Regions from separate parts of the Anser cygnoides genome. Here region 2 is linked to region 1. The links are chromatin contacts, called in public Hi-C maps. All regions are on one chromosome and are shown on one strand. Each heading gives the region's core, a stretch centred on a gene start, on an enhancer-like site or on the middle of the called end of the contact. The rest is flanking DNA. Distances are from core to core; before and after follow the strand shown. Region 1 holds the start of NDUFA6 (NADH:ubiquinone oxidoreductase subunit A6). Region 2 holds the start of FMC1 (formation of mitochondrial complex V assembly factor 1 homolog).

Region 1 (7,961 bases), core at 3,046-5,545:
CATTAGAAGGCTGGACAATATGGTCACAAAAGCAAGTACACCTCAGGGGCAGAACACAAAGAGACTTAACTGGAATGCTAGGAACAGGATTAGGAGTTTTAAATGGAATTGATTCAGAAATACTAATGAATAAGCTAGCCACAGCAACAAGCGATTTGACAAAACTAAAACAGCCCCTGCAATCATCCTTACTGGCATTGGGAACTAGCCAATGGCAAGTTTCAAAGGTGTTACCAATATGGGAAAAGGCTGAAGACCAGGACCACAGACTAATAATAGATGCACTTAGTATGGCGCAAGATAATGTATCTTTAGCTCTTAGTTGTATACAGGTACAGTTATGGATGCAGGCAACGGCTGCCTTGATCATTAGGGAAGGAAGTGAAGGCATTTTTCCGGCTGAAGTCCGAAAGATTGTTTGGGACAATGCCAATGATTTCGAAAAGAAGTTCCAATCTTGGTGGACTCTGGTAAATTTTACCTATGATCCCATTATTAACATGGCTACTGCCTTTGTGCTTACTATACGTAATGCTACAGTTTATGTTATCCACCCCATTGTTGCACTAGGGTTAAATCATGAGGAAACAGTGCTCTATCCTTCGGAGCATAGAACCTGGGCCCGGATGAAGAACGGGAAATGGCAGTCTGTGAATCTAGAATCATGTGTTACCCGGGAACAACAAGGATTTATTTGTGAGAGCAACACAATTGATGCTCAGGATGTCTGTCTTGACACTGAGCAAGGTGTTTGCCACTTTGAAATTCATCCAAATACTAGTCAAAAGACTGTGCTTGTATATATTGGTCAAGGCTGTGTGTGTTTAAGAACTGCTTGTGCTTTTGTAGAAGTAGATGAGGAAAACATAACTCTACCTAGCAAAAATCACTCTAACTTTTGTATTTGTAACTTTGTTAGAATCATCGGGTGTGATTTTTTATATTCAGCACCAGTGGTATCCCACCAGTTGATCAAGTCCAACCACACAATGTATCACAAGTTATTACCCACACCTATTGGGATGAACCTCAAAGCAATTACTTAAACACCAAGACCTGATCAAAATTTTAAAAGGCATTCAGGAAGATGGAGAGAAGACTTTAATCACTGTCCACCATGATACAAAAGAAATAAACAGAGTTTTGCAAAGAGTAAAACAAGACACAGATCATAGCTGGTGGGACAAACTCTTTGGATGGTCGCCAACTGCAACTGGGATTTTGAACACATTGTGTCACCCAATTATTGTTCTATTGATGTTAGTTGGTATAAGTTTAATACTGTCTTTTGTAATACTTGTTTGGAATTGGAAATTGTTACAACGAATGGCAATATTAGCTTCCCTGACGAAAGTACATGGCAAGGTATTGAGAGATACATATCGTAGAGGCTGGGAAGAAGAATTTTTGTATTCGGAAAGGTCTCTACTGACATAGAGGAAATATAGAAACAAACAAAGGTTCTGTATAAGATTAGTAAGGATAACATTTCATGGGGCTTTGAGGAAATATGGAATAAGTTAACTTCATGGTTACCCAACTTTCAATAGTTAGAACAAGTTTTTACTGATCTGGTTATGTTATTGGTAGTAGGAATATTTGTATGTATGTCACTGCGATACTGCTAATGATAAGGGCATGCAATGCAAAAGAATTTGCATGGGGAAAAGAAAAGGGGGGATTGATTAGGGAAGCTGAGGCGATTCCAGATAAGAAAGGGTTAAGAATGAAACTATTAAAGGAGAACAGAACATTAGGTGTAGGGCAGGAAGCAGATGTACGGACAATGTATCTCAAAATAGGACATACGGGCAATATATCTCGAACAAGACATTGGAATCCAAGATAAGAAATAATGAGCAGAAGATTCGAAGAAAAAACAGTCCTTGCGGTTAGGAAGAAAGCTAATTCAGCAGAATCCTGACCAAGGGTGAAAAGTACACTGTGAGGAAGACTTATGGCCTTCCTCTCTGAGACCACCGACCACAGCTCGACGACCCCTGCCCAAGACCACTGAGAGGATCTGCGCAGGCGCAGGACACAAAAAACTGATTAGCATGAGAAGCGAGAGTAGGCGGGGTTAGATAATGAATATGTATAGGCGTTAATAAAATATTAATCACTGTGATGTATAAATTTGGGACGGCTTTTCACTTCGGGATGCACGATAGGCGGAAAGATCCCCCGTGCATCCGGCGCCGTCAATAAAGAATAAATCACTTAAAGAAATTGGATTTATGATCTTTGAATCAGTAGGACACTACCTCCTGCTAGGCATCACGTGCTCTCATGGAGCTTCCCCGTTCCAGACAGCAGTACAAAAAAGCATTTATTCCAGGTAATTTAATTTTACAGCAGGGAAATGGACTCTACTGATCTCTTCATTGTACAAAGGGCTTTATTGGCCTATTGGATTTTAAGCCATTCTCTGCTACAACGTAAACAGAGAATAGTGTCAAAGTAAAAAACAAGGTCAACAAAGTCATGGCATGAAATTGTGAAATACACATGGGCCTCAAGCACAAAACCTCTGCGACTACAACAGCTTTTCTGAAGGCCCACTCTTGCCTGCTCTTTTTTCCAAGGAGCTCCCACCCACGTGCAGGGCTGCAGGCTGAGCAGACAGCTCCACGACCCGGTGGTGCTGTGGTTATTCAGCAGACACTCAGGGCAAATGATGAGACAAACTCCACCCACTGAAAATACACACTGGCAAAAACTAGGTAATCACAGCTCTTCATAGAGATCATTAATGGCTTGCGCACACGCTGGGTTCAGATTTAGTCATTAGGCACCTAGGCTGCTATACAATCTGTCTACAGATGTTTTCTGTTATATAGAACTTTATTTGTAATACAGGACAGGAAGACACAGAGTCAGTCTGCCTCACGGATTGTGGCCTGCATAAAATTTGGACAGAAAGTCTTTAGGCTGTGGCGTTTCCGTCTCATGGAAATACCTCATGATGTGAGTCTTCTGCTTCCATACGTGAATGGTTTCTTGAAGATCCATTTTTCCCTGTGCATAGACAAAAGATATATAATAATGAGAATTATAATAATAATATTATAATAATGAGACTGCCTGGAAGCTTCACCCACTGTATTACTTTGGACTATGTTTGCAGATTTTTTCCTTTATTTAAAGACAACTTAGCTGCCTTGAAATGCAAGAAATACAACAGGTGAGCATGGCAGCTCTTGGCTGGAAGGTTTCTAACGCTTTAAAACTGCAAAGGTTAGTTACCCTTGCTCAGGCTTCTTTTGAATCCTTACCCTACTCTTGGCATGTTGATTAGTCCATTGAACCAGACAGATCTCAGGGCTAAGACACAGCTAGATATGTTACCAAATCAGGATGTATTGCCACCTACACAGACCCAAAGCCAGCCTCCCACAAAGTACGGCCACTCCGGTGTTTGTTTCAGAGTCAGTTAAGGAAAATACATCCCAATCTAAGGAAGTACCGTAGGGACCAGAAAGGTCATTTTTAAATGATAAAAAGATGCTGCTAGCTAGTTTCCCTTTCTTTGATTGCTGCTGCTTTCTAAAAAGAAATACAGGAGTGTTTACACCACTGTTTTGCTTACCATACACTTCCCCTTTTAAACACCTGCAAATTGGAGGAGTCCCTACACTGAGGGGCAGAAACACATACATCTTCTAACAACACTGACTTATGAGCACAAAAACACTACAGTCCTGCATATAAAATGGAGAGCTTCATCCCTTCCCAACAGGTTTGCTATAACGGATAAACCAAGCCAGATTGCAAAGGGTAACACCTCGTTAAAGCAAGCAGAGATAAAACTGCCCTTCTTTTCCACGCCGCTCGCCACCCGCTCCCTGCAGCCTCGGGGGCCGAGGCGCCCCGCCCGTACCTTAATCACCAGCATGTCTATCACCCGCGGGTCCGTAACGTGGGCGTTCTTCACGAACAGCTCCCGCACCTTATCCCGCGCCTGCTTCACCGTGATGTCCAGCTGGTACAGGTGCACTGGGGGGACACAACACGCTCACGGACACCGCCCGCGCCGCTCCCCCACACACAGCCCGCTGCGGGCCCGGGCCGCCCGGCACGACCTTGACCCGGCGCCGCCTCCTGCGGTGCCGGCGGCGCCCCCTCACCCGTGTTGGGCACCTCGCGGTACCAGGCCCGGTACAGCTCCCGCACGCGCCGCTTCGCCTCGCCCAGGTCCCGGCTGAAGATGGGCTTCACGGCCGCGGCCCCGCGGCCCGCCACCGCCATCTTGTCACCGCCGCCACCGGCAGGGCGCGGAGCGCACCCGCCTCTCCATTGGCCGGCCGCGCTGCCGCTCCGCCCTCTGATTGGGCGGCAGACGCCGGGGGGAGGGACAGCGGGGGGGAGGGACAGCGGGGCGGGCCGCGCGTAATGGCGGCCGGGGCGGAGCTCGGTGGCGGCCCCTGAGGGAGGGCGGCTGAGGGCTGGGCGGGCCTGCGGGCTGCTGCGGGCTGAGGGAGGCTTTTCGGGTCGCTTTTATTCCCTTACGGGCTCTTTAAATGGAAAACACTGACGTGCAGGTCCCGCTGAAGTTAAAATCTTAACGGTGGTATCGACAAACGTTCGTGCAAGTCAGCAGCCTTCACCGCTTCCAGAAATTGCCGTCAGAAAAATAAATGCGTGCACACACATACGCTGTTTCTGAGTTGTTGTTTTTTTTTTTTTAGTTGTGATTATGCACAGAGGCTCCTTTATGTTAGTTACTACCAGTCTGAACATCAAACCTTAATATTTTTAAGGATGAGTCTGAACACCAAACCTTGATCGTTTTGCAAACCTTGCGAAACAATTGGTCAGAAATATTGCAGGAAGAAAAAGAAAGCCAGCTCTGAAACGTACAGCTAACTTTCAAGCAATGTAACTCCATGGCTTCGTGCCAAACCTGCCCGAGAACTGACTTTATGTAACGCTGAAGAAAAGCCGTTTCGAGGGGCTATTTAGATAGGAGATGGTAAACCTAAGCACCACAGTTCCTCTTGAAATAGATATGTAGGAATTTCTGCATTTCAGAAATTACCTGCTTCTGTGGCTGAGACATCATACTGATTATTTATGTACTCCTTTTTGGTATTTCCTCCTGCTTAAGGCATAGCGTAACATAAGGGTTGTCAGGCATTTCTCTGGATTAAAATTTACTTTCTTTGGGGCTGTAAATGAAGGCAATGCAGTATGTGTGGAATAAAGAGCAGTATGCAATAAACACGAAGTAATGAAGGGATTATATATTTGTAGGATGGTTGTGCCTTTTCAGGGGCACTGCTCTGTGTAGTCCCTCAGGGCGACGTTGCCCGGTCAGGGCTGTAGCTCTCGCCCTGCCCACCACTAGCGCACGCCAAAGCAGCTGATCGGCCCTGGATGGTTTTTGCAGGAACCAAGCCAGAGCTGAGCTGCCCTGGGCACCCGGAGAGAGGCAGGCAGAGGCACAGCAGGCAGCAGGCAGTGGCTGAGCAGCAGTGAGGCTAGCAGGGAAGGGAGGTGGTCAGGACCTCTTTACAAATTGTTCCGAGGTTTCTTTGTTTGTTTGTTTTTCCTCCTAGAATTGGCAGGACCCCAGGGTTATCTTTCACCCCACATACCTTCGTATTTCAGTACACAATAAGCCAGGGCTAATACCCTCTCAGTAGCCATGTGCTCAGTAAACTGTTTCTGCAATGAGAGCCCAAAGTACAGCAGAACTGGTTTACTGGTTATACATGTACTTGCAAATATGACCATCACCTGTAACGTGCTATGGCTGTGTGATTCAAGATCCAAGACTGGAATTAAGCTAAGCTATATTGTTGGGCTACAGCCTTCTTTACACTGCTAGGGACATCTGCACAGATTTAGGTGGTCTTAAGTGGAACTTGGCATCATCCTGCCTAGACCTGCAACATTTCTGACAGCGTTTGCAGTGGTCTCTGAGTGAAAGGGGAACGGTGTGCACTTATCTTGGGATAGCTTGCAGCTTGAATGGGTATGGGGAGTTTATGAGGGCAAAGTGGCCATCCTTCCGTGGCCTGGGCTGATCCTCGGGGAGCATGAAGGTGAATTTCTGCAGGAGAGTGGTGAAGAAGATGAAGAGCTCCATCCTGGCCAGCTGTGCCCCCAGGCATACACGTCGACCTGCAGGAAGGGAGCATCCGTGAAAGAGGACGTTAAACCACGCTGGAATCACTGTGGGATGAGCAACCTCTGTGTGCAGACACGGGATGGAGCAAAACGGAGGATCAGAAGCTGCTTTGCTCAGGAAGGACAGAAAGAAGAAGGTGAGAGTGCCTGGTTAACCATGTCAAAAGGGCACAGGCACTCACAGCTAGTTAGATGGGGACACCCTGTCTGTTGTGCACAGCATCATAGAATAATTTAGGTTGGAAGAGCCCCCTGCAGGTCACCTTCTTACCCCCGGTCAAATGCAAAGAGACTACCCCTGGACTTTCACTTCCCAGGAGGCAGATCACCACTCCTGCTGTGCACCTGGCTTGCAGCTAGATCCTCCCCTTAGATTTACCTGCTGAGAAAGGCATGAAGGCCTCCGGTTTCACAAACTGCCCGTTCACGTCCAGGAAGTGTTCGGGGTAAAACTCATTTGGCTTCTTCCAGACTGACTCATCCTTCAGCACGGAAGACAAGTTGGTGATGACTGTCGTCCCCTGCACTCCTCCACAAGAGGAAACAACTTACGTGAGAACAGCAGACTTATCTTGGCGAGATGGATCAGCGCTGGCCCCTCTTTAGTCAGTCTCTCCCGTCTAATAGCAACCATCACTAGATGCTTCAAAATATGGCACTGAGCTCCTCTTCTGTATCTTAGCTATAACGGAGGTAAAGCAGTGCACTTTTCCAATAAGATGGTGCCTGCCCTATGCACCTGAAGCATTTGAACTTTTGCAACTTATATCCTAACAAAGGCCATTGCATGCAAATGCTAATTTCATGGTTACATAGTGGAAACAGCTTCTGCTTCACAGATCCTTCTGCACTTACTTTGTAGCTGGAGAGAAAAAGCTAACTGACAGACTTCAAAGCCCAACTTTCACACATGGAAAATGGCAAAGCTTTCTTGTTTCCCGTGTCAATGTTTTAAGCTTAGGGGAGTTACTGCAAGGCTGAAAAAAACATCCCAGGCTTGTATTGCTACCAGCACTGCCCGGACAGAGTGCTTTTGATTCCTGTCACAGTGTCAATGGACCGAATGCCAGTGGCAACTGAATAACTTCAGAGATTTAACTACTGCTGTCTCAGGAAAGGCGGCAAGCTGGTCTCATGTGCCTCCAAAGAGCCTGTCAGGCTGTCCTAGTTGCTTCTTCCAACACAGGCAGTGAATGTCACAGCTCATCGAGAGGAAAGCAAACCTTTGCACTGAGCTGCCACTACAGCTGGGTTCCCATATAACTTGTGTAAACCTAGAGCACAAACGTGTCCGTCCACCTGTCTGGTCTTAACATTTCAAAGTTCCCTGCTTCAGTGCTTGGCAGTGACCGTGATTTGGGGCTGGAAATACAAATCTGCAAAGTTATGTGGGGTCACCCACACCCTAGGCCTGGTGTCTGCACAGGACGGGGATGCTGCATGGCCTGTCTGGCCATGCTCACCTTGGGAATGAAGTAACCTTGAAGCTCGGTGTCCCGGTATGTCATGTGAGGTAGCCCAACAGGAGTGATGTCCCCACAGCGCTGTGCCTCATGGATCACGGCATTGGTGTAGGGCATGTTCACTTGGTCCATCATGGTGGGTGACCTCTCTCTTCCAATCACCATATCAATCTCTTTGTGGATTTTACCTGAAAGCAGCACAGCCAAGGACTTAGAGCTCCCTTAGCTAAACAGAAGAGGCTGGTACAAGCTGGAGGAAAGCTAGCAGCATGAGCTCAGTAGGCATTGTGCAAGAGCAGGACAAGCAGTTATAGAAAGGAACAGAAACTAAAGGGGAATGCCTTTTTTCAGTTGTTCAGGAAAAAA
Region 2 (7,961 bases), core at 2,429-4,928, 320 kb after region 1:
GGAAACCTAGTATGCGATTGGTTTTCCTAGCTTAGGTCTTAAGTGTAACTGTCATTTAGCATCTTTAAGCAGCTCTCACATGTCAGTCGCCCTTCTTCCACCGCCAGCGGAAAACGCATTCAAAAACTGCAAAAGCCTTCACCCCTTTTAAGCTTCCTGTGCAGTCTTAGGTACCCTTTTGAGACAGCCAGCTGGGTGCTAGCGCTGGGAAGCCTTGAATTTCATGAGCACCATGTTACATGGCCAAGCTGAGCACTCACACCACAACAGGAAGCATTCAAAATCTTCTGGGATGAGACAAAAAAATCACTCCAAGTCAGATCCTGCACACTGACTACTCGCTAACCAGCCTTGCTCTCGAAGGCAACCTCTGCATAATAGTAAATTTCCTATGAGGTTATCGTGCCCCTGTTTAGAACAGCTGTAAGCACGTAGCAGGAAGCATTCATGATATCCTGGGTACGTGAAAACTTGTTACATTTATTTAAAATTCCAAACCCTATCAAAAAAGCTGAAAAGATCATATTGCCCTGGTTCCAAGAGATGACCGGCACGTGCAAAGTAAATCCCAGTTCATATATCCTACCCAGTGCATGGGAACACAGATAATCATTAATAAATCACGAAGCTTCAACAAACACGTAGCATACCTGCGAGAGTGAGTACAACATGCAGAACACTAAAATCATCTGTAACCACAGTCTACCCTCAGGGGCAGCATTCTCTTGTTCATAAATGAGATACTACACATCACACCAGGGCCTCCCCTTCCCTAGCAGTCGCCACACTACCTACACTTACGGATCACTGCCGTTCAAACATCACTGTGGAGCGTGAAAAAAAAAATAAATCTGAGAACCTGTACGCAGTGATAATTTTCTATTTCACGATGTGACCGCAAAGTGATCAGAAGCCTGATTGTAACTACCGTGTCTCTCTGTCTCAGGATTACTGCCTCTAGGTGTTAAAACGTGATTTTCTTTAACAAAGGGGAAAAAAAAAATAGGGGGAGTTCATCCGCTGGGAGCGACTAAACCCTCTCTTTCAGAGAGCAGCAGGCAGACCCACCCAGCCGGCAGAAATGATGGTTTGGGTCAGACTTCAGACTACAGTGACACGAGCGCCCTGCTCCGCCAAAGGGGGGGGGGGGGCTGGGGCTGTTCTGCCCGCGCCCCCCCGCCCGGCCGCGGCTGCCCGCTGCTCCCCGCGGGGCCGAGCCACGCGGCCGGGCCCTGCCGCGGCGCGGTTCCGCTTCTCCGGGGGCCCCGCGGGCAGCGCTCGGCGGCCGGGCTGGGCCTCAAGAGCGGCGGCGGCCCCCGGCGGCCGCATCGTCCCCGCGGGGCCCCGGGCCCGCTCCTAGGGCGGGCGAGCGGGCGGACAACGGCGGCGGCTCGTCGGGCCCCCTCCCGGCCCCCGCCCCGGCTCCGAGCGCGGCCCCGGCCGGGGGGCGCTTACCGTCCCGGGACGTGCCCATGAGCTGGTCCAGCATGGCGCGCATCTGGGCCTGCGCCGACATCTTGAGCGCGGGGGGGGCCCGGCCCGGCCCGGCCGCCTCACGCCGACTGCGGCCTACAAGGCCCGAGGCCCGGCGCGGCCCGAGGCCCTCCCCCTACGCGTCACGGTGCGGGCCCGGGCGGAGCCCCGCTTCCCCGCCGAGGGCACGGGGGGGACGCGGAGGTGCAGCGAGAGCAGCGGGCGCTGACGCTGAGGGCGGAGCGGGGGAGCCTCTGCCCCGCGCCCGGCTCGGTGCCGCCGCCGCCTCCCCTCCCCCCGCCGCTCCTCCCGCCTGCCACGCGCGCGCGCGCCGGCGCTAACGGAAACCCGCGCGCACGCGCCCTCCTCCTCCTCGCCTCCCACCTCCCCGCCAACGTCAGCGCGGCCGGCGCTCGGCGCCCAGCCATTGGCCGCGACGCGCGGCGCGGTGATTGGCGGGGGGGCCCCGCGGAGCCGCTGTGACGCGAGGACCGCTCTGGGCGCCCCGGAGCCTCCCCCCGCGGCCCGCCGCCATCTTAGGGGGCAGCGCTGCGGGCGGCCGGGCGCCTCGCGTCCCTGCCGGCCTCTGCTGGCCCCAGCGCCCCGGGCCTGAGGGGCTGCTCCGCCCGCCCGCTGCCCCGGGGCTGGGCTGGTGTTAACTAAGGGGAGAGGCGAGCGAGGGCACGCGTTGAGGGGAAGCGGTTTGGCTCGCAGCGCGTTTCTGACAGCACGCTTTGTCTTCCCTCCCGGCAAAGCCCAGCCAAGCGCTCTTTTGTTGGTCGTTCTTTATTAAGCTCCTCCCGCAATTACAGCCCAGCCTCGCATTTACAGCCGTTGTAAGTCACCCTTGGTACAGGTTTCTTAAGCATCTGGCACAGAACAAGCCTCTTCTGACAACTGAAACCAATGTTTCTTTCCTTATAAAAAGAAGCTTGCTGTTCCAGGTCGCAGGACAAGAAAACAGCATTATCGCTTGGACTGTAACTCACTGTCGTCTGACTTACACATCTGGTGTTACTGACAGGCATCACTTCACTGCTTAAGGAAGCTTCTCCAAGATTCACAGTGAAACAGGCACAAAAGGCCTAGTCTGAGCCAACCACTTCAAGACATTCAGAAATTTGCAGTTCACTAGGAAGCAGTATTCTGAGTCATTATCACTAGGTCATTGCCACGGATGAAAATCTTCAAGGTGAGGAAGTAGTACAGCAGCACTCACAAGAACCTTCTAATGCCCCAAAGAAAGGGCCTTTCCTTTGGGAATTGGAATTGGAAATCGGGCTTTTCCTTTTCCATTGGAAAATTCCCAATGTACAGAACATGGCAGGAAAACCCTACAGAAAATGGGCAAATCCCTTCACCTACAGATTTAGGGGAAGAAAAGAAAGTTTTAACTGCCTTACGATAGCTGGACAGTGAGGTTTTTAGCCTAGTTTTCTATTATAGGTAACCCCTTCATTCCCTGAGGCTGCCTGTCACACCGGACACCCAGACGAAGAGGCAGGTCGGATACACTCGATAACCACCGGGAGGGGATCCCCTCTTGCTCCCCTTTCACCCCACACCCGCTGACTGAAAACCTCCAAGAAACACAAGCCAGCAGGGCCTCGGCGGCTCCCCTACCGGGGCACGTTTATTGGGGAACCGACGGCAGGCGCACGGCGGCCGCTTCAGCCCTTCCCTCCCGGCTGCTGGGGCAGGCGGAAGCCCACCAGGCCGGCCACCTCCTCGGGCGAGCGCTCCCCCCTGCCGTGGTACTCGTGGTGCAGGGCGGCCAGGTGCCGCACGCTGCGCAGCAGGCACAGGTAGGTGGCGGCCTGGAAGTGCAGCTCCTGCTGGGCCCGGCACAGCTTCTCGCTGGTGACCTGCGGAGAGGAGGCGACAAGGGCCGGCCGCTTCACCTCACGCCGCCGGGAAAGGGGGCGGAGCGGGAGGGGAAGGAGCCGCGGCGCCCCCGCCGTACCCGGTGAGCGCGGAAGGCCGCCAGGAGGTGCCGGTAGGCGGCCGTGTCCCGGTAGGGCCGGCCGGGCGGGCCGCTCGCCAGCCGCAGCTCGCGGAGGAGCCCGCGGAGCGTCCGCAGCGGGGAGCCCAGCGCCGCCATCTTCCGACCGGCCGGCACCGGGGCTGCACGGCAACGGGTCCGCGGGGCGCGGCCACCGCCAGGGCGGGCTGCGGAGCGCCGAGCGGAGCGATCGCTTCCCGCCCCCGCTCCCCCGAGCGGCCGGGGTCGAGCGGCGGAGGGCGAGAGGCGAGGCCGGGCTCTCGCCGCCTGCTGGGCGGGGAGGGGAGAGGGGAGGGGAGCGACGGCCGCAGGCGCTGAGGGAGGCTTCGTGCGGCCCGCCCCGCCGCGGGGGCTTCGGGGTCTGCGTTTTGGCCAAAATTAAAAAAAAATAAAAAAAGTAAAATAATGAATACATACATAAAATTAATAATAAAAAAAAGGTAAGAAGCTCGGAGTAGAAAAATGAAGTCCACCCCAGATGGGACTCGAACCCACAATCCCTGGCTTAGGAGGCCAATGCCTTATCCATTAGGCCACTGGGGCTACCGCGGAGACGGCTGCGCTGCGGTGCTACTTCTCTCATTTTCCCGCCCCTTTCCTTTTATGGACAACGCCTCCTGGGCGCCCATTGGGCGGTGCCTCCCGCCTGCCCCTCGCCGCCCGGGAGCGGGGAGCAGGGAAATGGCGGCCGCCCTTAGCCGCGGGGAAGGGCCAGGGAGGAGGGCTCGGCTGGGGCTTGAAATAATGGCCTCCGGAGGAAGAGTCCCCTCCTTCTAAAGCAGTTTTGAAGTGCTGCCCTTGCTTCGGGGTGGCCCCAGCTGAAGGAAGCCGTAGCAGCCGCTCCCCCCATCCAATTTAACAACAAAGAGAAACGACCCCCCCCCCAAAGCCCCCAACCACATCTTTATTTTGTGAGAAATAACACAGACAGAGCTAATATGTACATTCCTCTTTATTTAATACAGCACAGACACATGACATAAAAAAAAAAGTACACTCATGAAAAATGCCTGTCGCCATTACGGACAGGGAACAGCTACACCCAGTTGCGTAAGGCTCCTACTGCAGAACAGGGGGCTGCTGCCTAAATGTGGATCCCAGAGCAAAACTGCTGCCAAAAAAATCTTTGCACTCCTTTCAGGAAAGCAGAAGAAAAAGAGGGAAAGTCCCTCCAGGAACAGGTGGTGAAGCTGGTGGCATCTGCAAGGTTCATAGGACACAAGCCCCGTTACTGTTTGGAACAAAGCACTGATAAAGCAAAAAATGCGCTCCAGCTCTTCTTGCGGAGGGCCAATAGTCCTGACTTCTGAAAACATCAGACTTCTCAGGGAATGTGAACCTGAGTATCTGGAAGGAGTGAAAACGTCAAGTAGTCACACACAAGAGATTTATAGTCTCCCTGATAGGGCTCTGCTAGCCACAACTGGGAATGTGCAGGGGAACAAACCAGCTTCCCAATTAAAAATAAAAAAATAATACTAAGGACTAACAGCCATTAAACTGACCAGAACAGTATACACATTTGGAACTGATGCAGGCTTTTGTGGCAGCAGCTTCTTCCTTTTCCCGCTTCAGTTCAGGATGGAAATTAAGCAGGCACCAGTTCCTCTGGCAAAGAGCCTTACACACTTTAAAAAATTAAAATACAAAAAAGGGAGACAGGTGTATTTACAAAATCCATGGCTGGTACAGTACATCATTTTTAAGACACACTAAATGCTACAATCTTTCAGGTCCTGAGATTATTACAAAAAAAAAAGCAACAACTCAAAATTTGTGTTCAGGTCCAGTTTTATAAGGAGAGAGGAAGGAAATCACACATTTAAAACACAGTATCCCTTGAAGTTAGTGGAACACGCCTCCCTAAAATCCAAATGAAAGTGGTGCTAATCACCCAAATGTAGCTGCATTTGGTTGTTCAGGCTTGCTGTCACAAGAGGGGAGCATTTCGCAGGGGAGTTTCTCTGGAGAGCTCAACCAGGTAAGCACGTGGCTGTTAGGATCCTCTCTGTCACTAAGCCCTGTGATCTGAAATACGGAAGTAATAAAAGGAGGAAGGTGACCTGATACAAATTCACGTGGGACTGTGTAGAGCATCACAGGAGTCACTAACTCAAAGAGGTTTGCCATCTCTTAGTAGCTGCGCGTTCCTTTGCTTGAAGCAGAGGACTACAAAGGTTTTAGTTTTGCTTGTAACAAAATGCTCAGGCAACTGACTGACTGCTCTGAGCTACACAGAGCAGGGCAGGAAAACGCTCGGCCCACCGGTTTCTCAGCTGTTCACTTTACATAGCCTCCTTCATTCTCCTGGGGATCAGCAAGTCAGGTAGGGTTAAGCTGGCTATATCCAAAGTTGCTAAAAATATATACGCCACATGTGACAACAAAGGATACAGAGGCCAAACCTGTCTGTGGGAGGACCCCCACTGCCCTTGGCTGGGTGGGCAGGAATTGACGTGGAAGCTCTGCTCTTGACTAAGCCTCGTTACCAGGCAGAACTGAAGGGACTTGCAACCCACACCTGTATTTTCAATGAAATATTCGTAACGTAGTGCTTTTGTATCATCAGAAGTTATAATCACAGATGCCCTTTTATTGTAAGCAGCTGACTTTAAGCTAGGAAATACCAACATTTTACGGATTACTTACGAAATGCTTCTAACCCTCAGTAAAAAGAAGACTACAAGAGACAAATCACAGAACAAGGGTACTAGTTTAACGGCTAAAATATAACGCTGCTCAGTAGACTTTTTGGGGAAAATAGCATTAATGATTTTTGTAAATTTTTTTTTTTTTAAACAGTAGTCCAAAAATATTTCTCCATCTATTTCCAACAGGGACCTTGAGAACTATGCAAGAACATGGTACTAATTGCTACATGATGGAATTACTGGCAATAAAACACACACTACAGTTCTCACCTCTGAGCTAAATTGTTATTTGTAGTTACATACAAGACTACAGGATCAGCGAGAAATACCTGGGGAATCACAAATCAGCTTTTATTTGAAGATCCAGCTACTGGGTAGCTGATACCTCCTCTTGTTTAGAAGCAACTTCATTTAAGCGAGGAAACGATTTACTTCTGATATTGGAAGGAAACACGGGATCTCATTAGCTTCTCCCCAAATCCAATCAGTACATTAAAAAAACAACATTGCTGCGGCTTCTTTAAACCCATTTTGAGAGCTGAATATTCTGAAAGCTCTCAGACTAAGACTTGTCACAAGAGGTGATTTTAGCTTCCCTCTTGAAGCAACTTCATGACACTTGACACTAGGTGTTGCACCAGCAAAAGGGTTTCTTTTTTGAAATACAAACTTCTTTCCTCACTGTAGCAAAAAGAGTTCTGCAGTACAGACATTCAAAAAATATTCCATTTTCTTTGGGTAAAATTTCAACATGTATTAACAGGGTAGCTGGGGGAAGGAATGCATGTAACACTGAGACATGTAAAGAATACTTATCTGCATAGTTGATATTAGTGACTACTAATCAAACTAAGGCCTTATCTGGAGAAAGCTGAGAACACAAGAAAGTTTCTTCCCCCACCTCCCACTCCACTGGTGAAATCTGAGAAGTCTCAAAGCAGCTCTGGCTGCCTCGGCAGCTACTTGGTTTGGCCTGCAGCAGTGGTATCTCCTGACTGGTTTGGGTTGATTCTCTTGCCTTTTTCTCTTGGTACCAGACAGTAACAAACGTTAACTGAATCTGTTCAAAAAATACATCTGCACATGCTGCTGGGCCAAAAAAAACACCTTTAGTAATGAGCATGATAGAAGGCAATGTGCACTGCTTGTTTTGGATTACTTCAGCATAAAGAAAAACTTCTTAGTTAAAGGTTATTAAATAAACAGGAGACATGGCAAGGGAAGAGGCTGAAATTCACTTCTAGATACAAAACGAAGCATTTTTTTTTCTAGAGTTGCTCTGTAGAATTATAGCTGTCAAAAAATGTCTACAAAATAACAGACCTATATCCTCCACTACTGACAAGATCAGCACAGTATCACTTACGAGGAGTGTGCAAAAATGGCCATAGGGAATCTTCGTGCATCCCCAGTTCCAGGCCATGCTGATCTCTCAGCATAACACATAGCAGCAGCGGGGCTTCCTGTGGCCCCAAAAGGCTATTACAGCAGCAAGGAATCATTGGGTCACAGAAAAAGGATGATGGAGCCGCACCAGACGTTTCCACAACCAGAGTATCCCCCAACAACGTTTGGTTATATTTCCAGTGGCTAAGCCGGGCTACTGCTGCTGCTTATTTTGGCAGTGATTTTTTTAAGCAGCAGCAGACTGACGGTGATTTTCAGAACAGCCACAGGTGTTAAAAACACCACAACAGTCAACCAGCAGTGCCAGCTGTAGATTTCCAATCTTTCAGATCAGCCTAGAATAAAGAGCACACGTGCCTGAGAGGGACTGAACAGCAACAGAGGAGCCCAGTCACCGCAAGTCACTGCCACGGGTGGATGTGCCTAAC

Evidence for each region. A called contact is a pair of places that touch in the nucleus more often than the background predicts.
Region 2: a Hi-C map of liver shows a contact between it and region 1, with 7 times the contacts expected there. The contact joins the promoter of FMC1 here to the promoter of NDUFA6 in region 1. A contact is called at or near these places in 2 of 7 Hi-C or Micro-C datasets (both in liver).

The regions. Positions count from the first base shown.
Region 1 is chr1:44,192,904-44,200,864 of Taihu_goose_T2T_genome, forward strand. NDUFA6 (NADH:ubiquinone oxidoreductase subunit A6) reads right to left here and starts at 4,296. Exons shown (of 3, transcript XM_048078875.2): 1 at 4,128-4,296; 2 at 3,881-3,996; 3 at 2,381-3,018. The coding sequence starts at 4,248. The coding sequence ends at 2,887. CYP2D6 (cytochrome P450 family 2 subfamily D member 6) reads right to left here. Exons shown (of 9, transcript XM_013197147.3): 7 at 7,596-7,783; 8 at 6,512-6,653; 9 at 5,229-6,126. The coding sequence ends at 5,948.
Region 2 is chr1:44,509,286-44,517,246 of Taihu_goose_T2T_genome, forward strand. It overlaps FMC1 (formation of mitochondrial complex V assembly factor 1 homolog), which reads right to left and starts at 3,679. Exons shown (of 2, transcript XM_048078896.2): 1 at 3,437-3,679; 2 at 3,080-3,338. The coding sequence starts at 3,574. The coding sequence ends at 3,144. TRNAR-CCU (transfer RNA arginine (anticodon CCU)) reads right to left here and starts at 4,018; the gene lies at 3,946-4,018. LUC7L2 (LUC7 like 2, pre-mRNA splicing factor) reads right to left here and starts at 1,806. Exons shown (of 10, transcript XM_048078893.2): 1 at 1,456-1,806. The coding sequence starts at 1,516.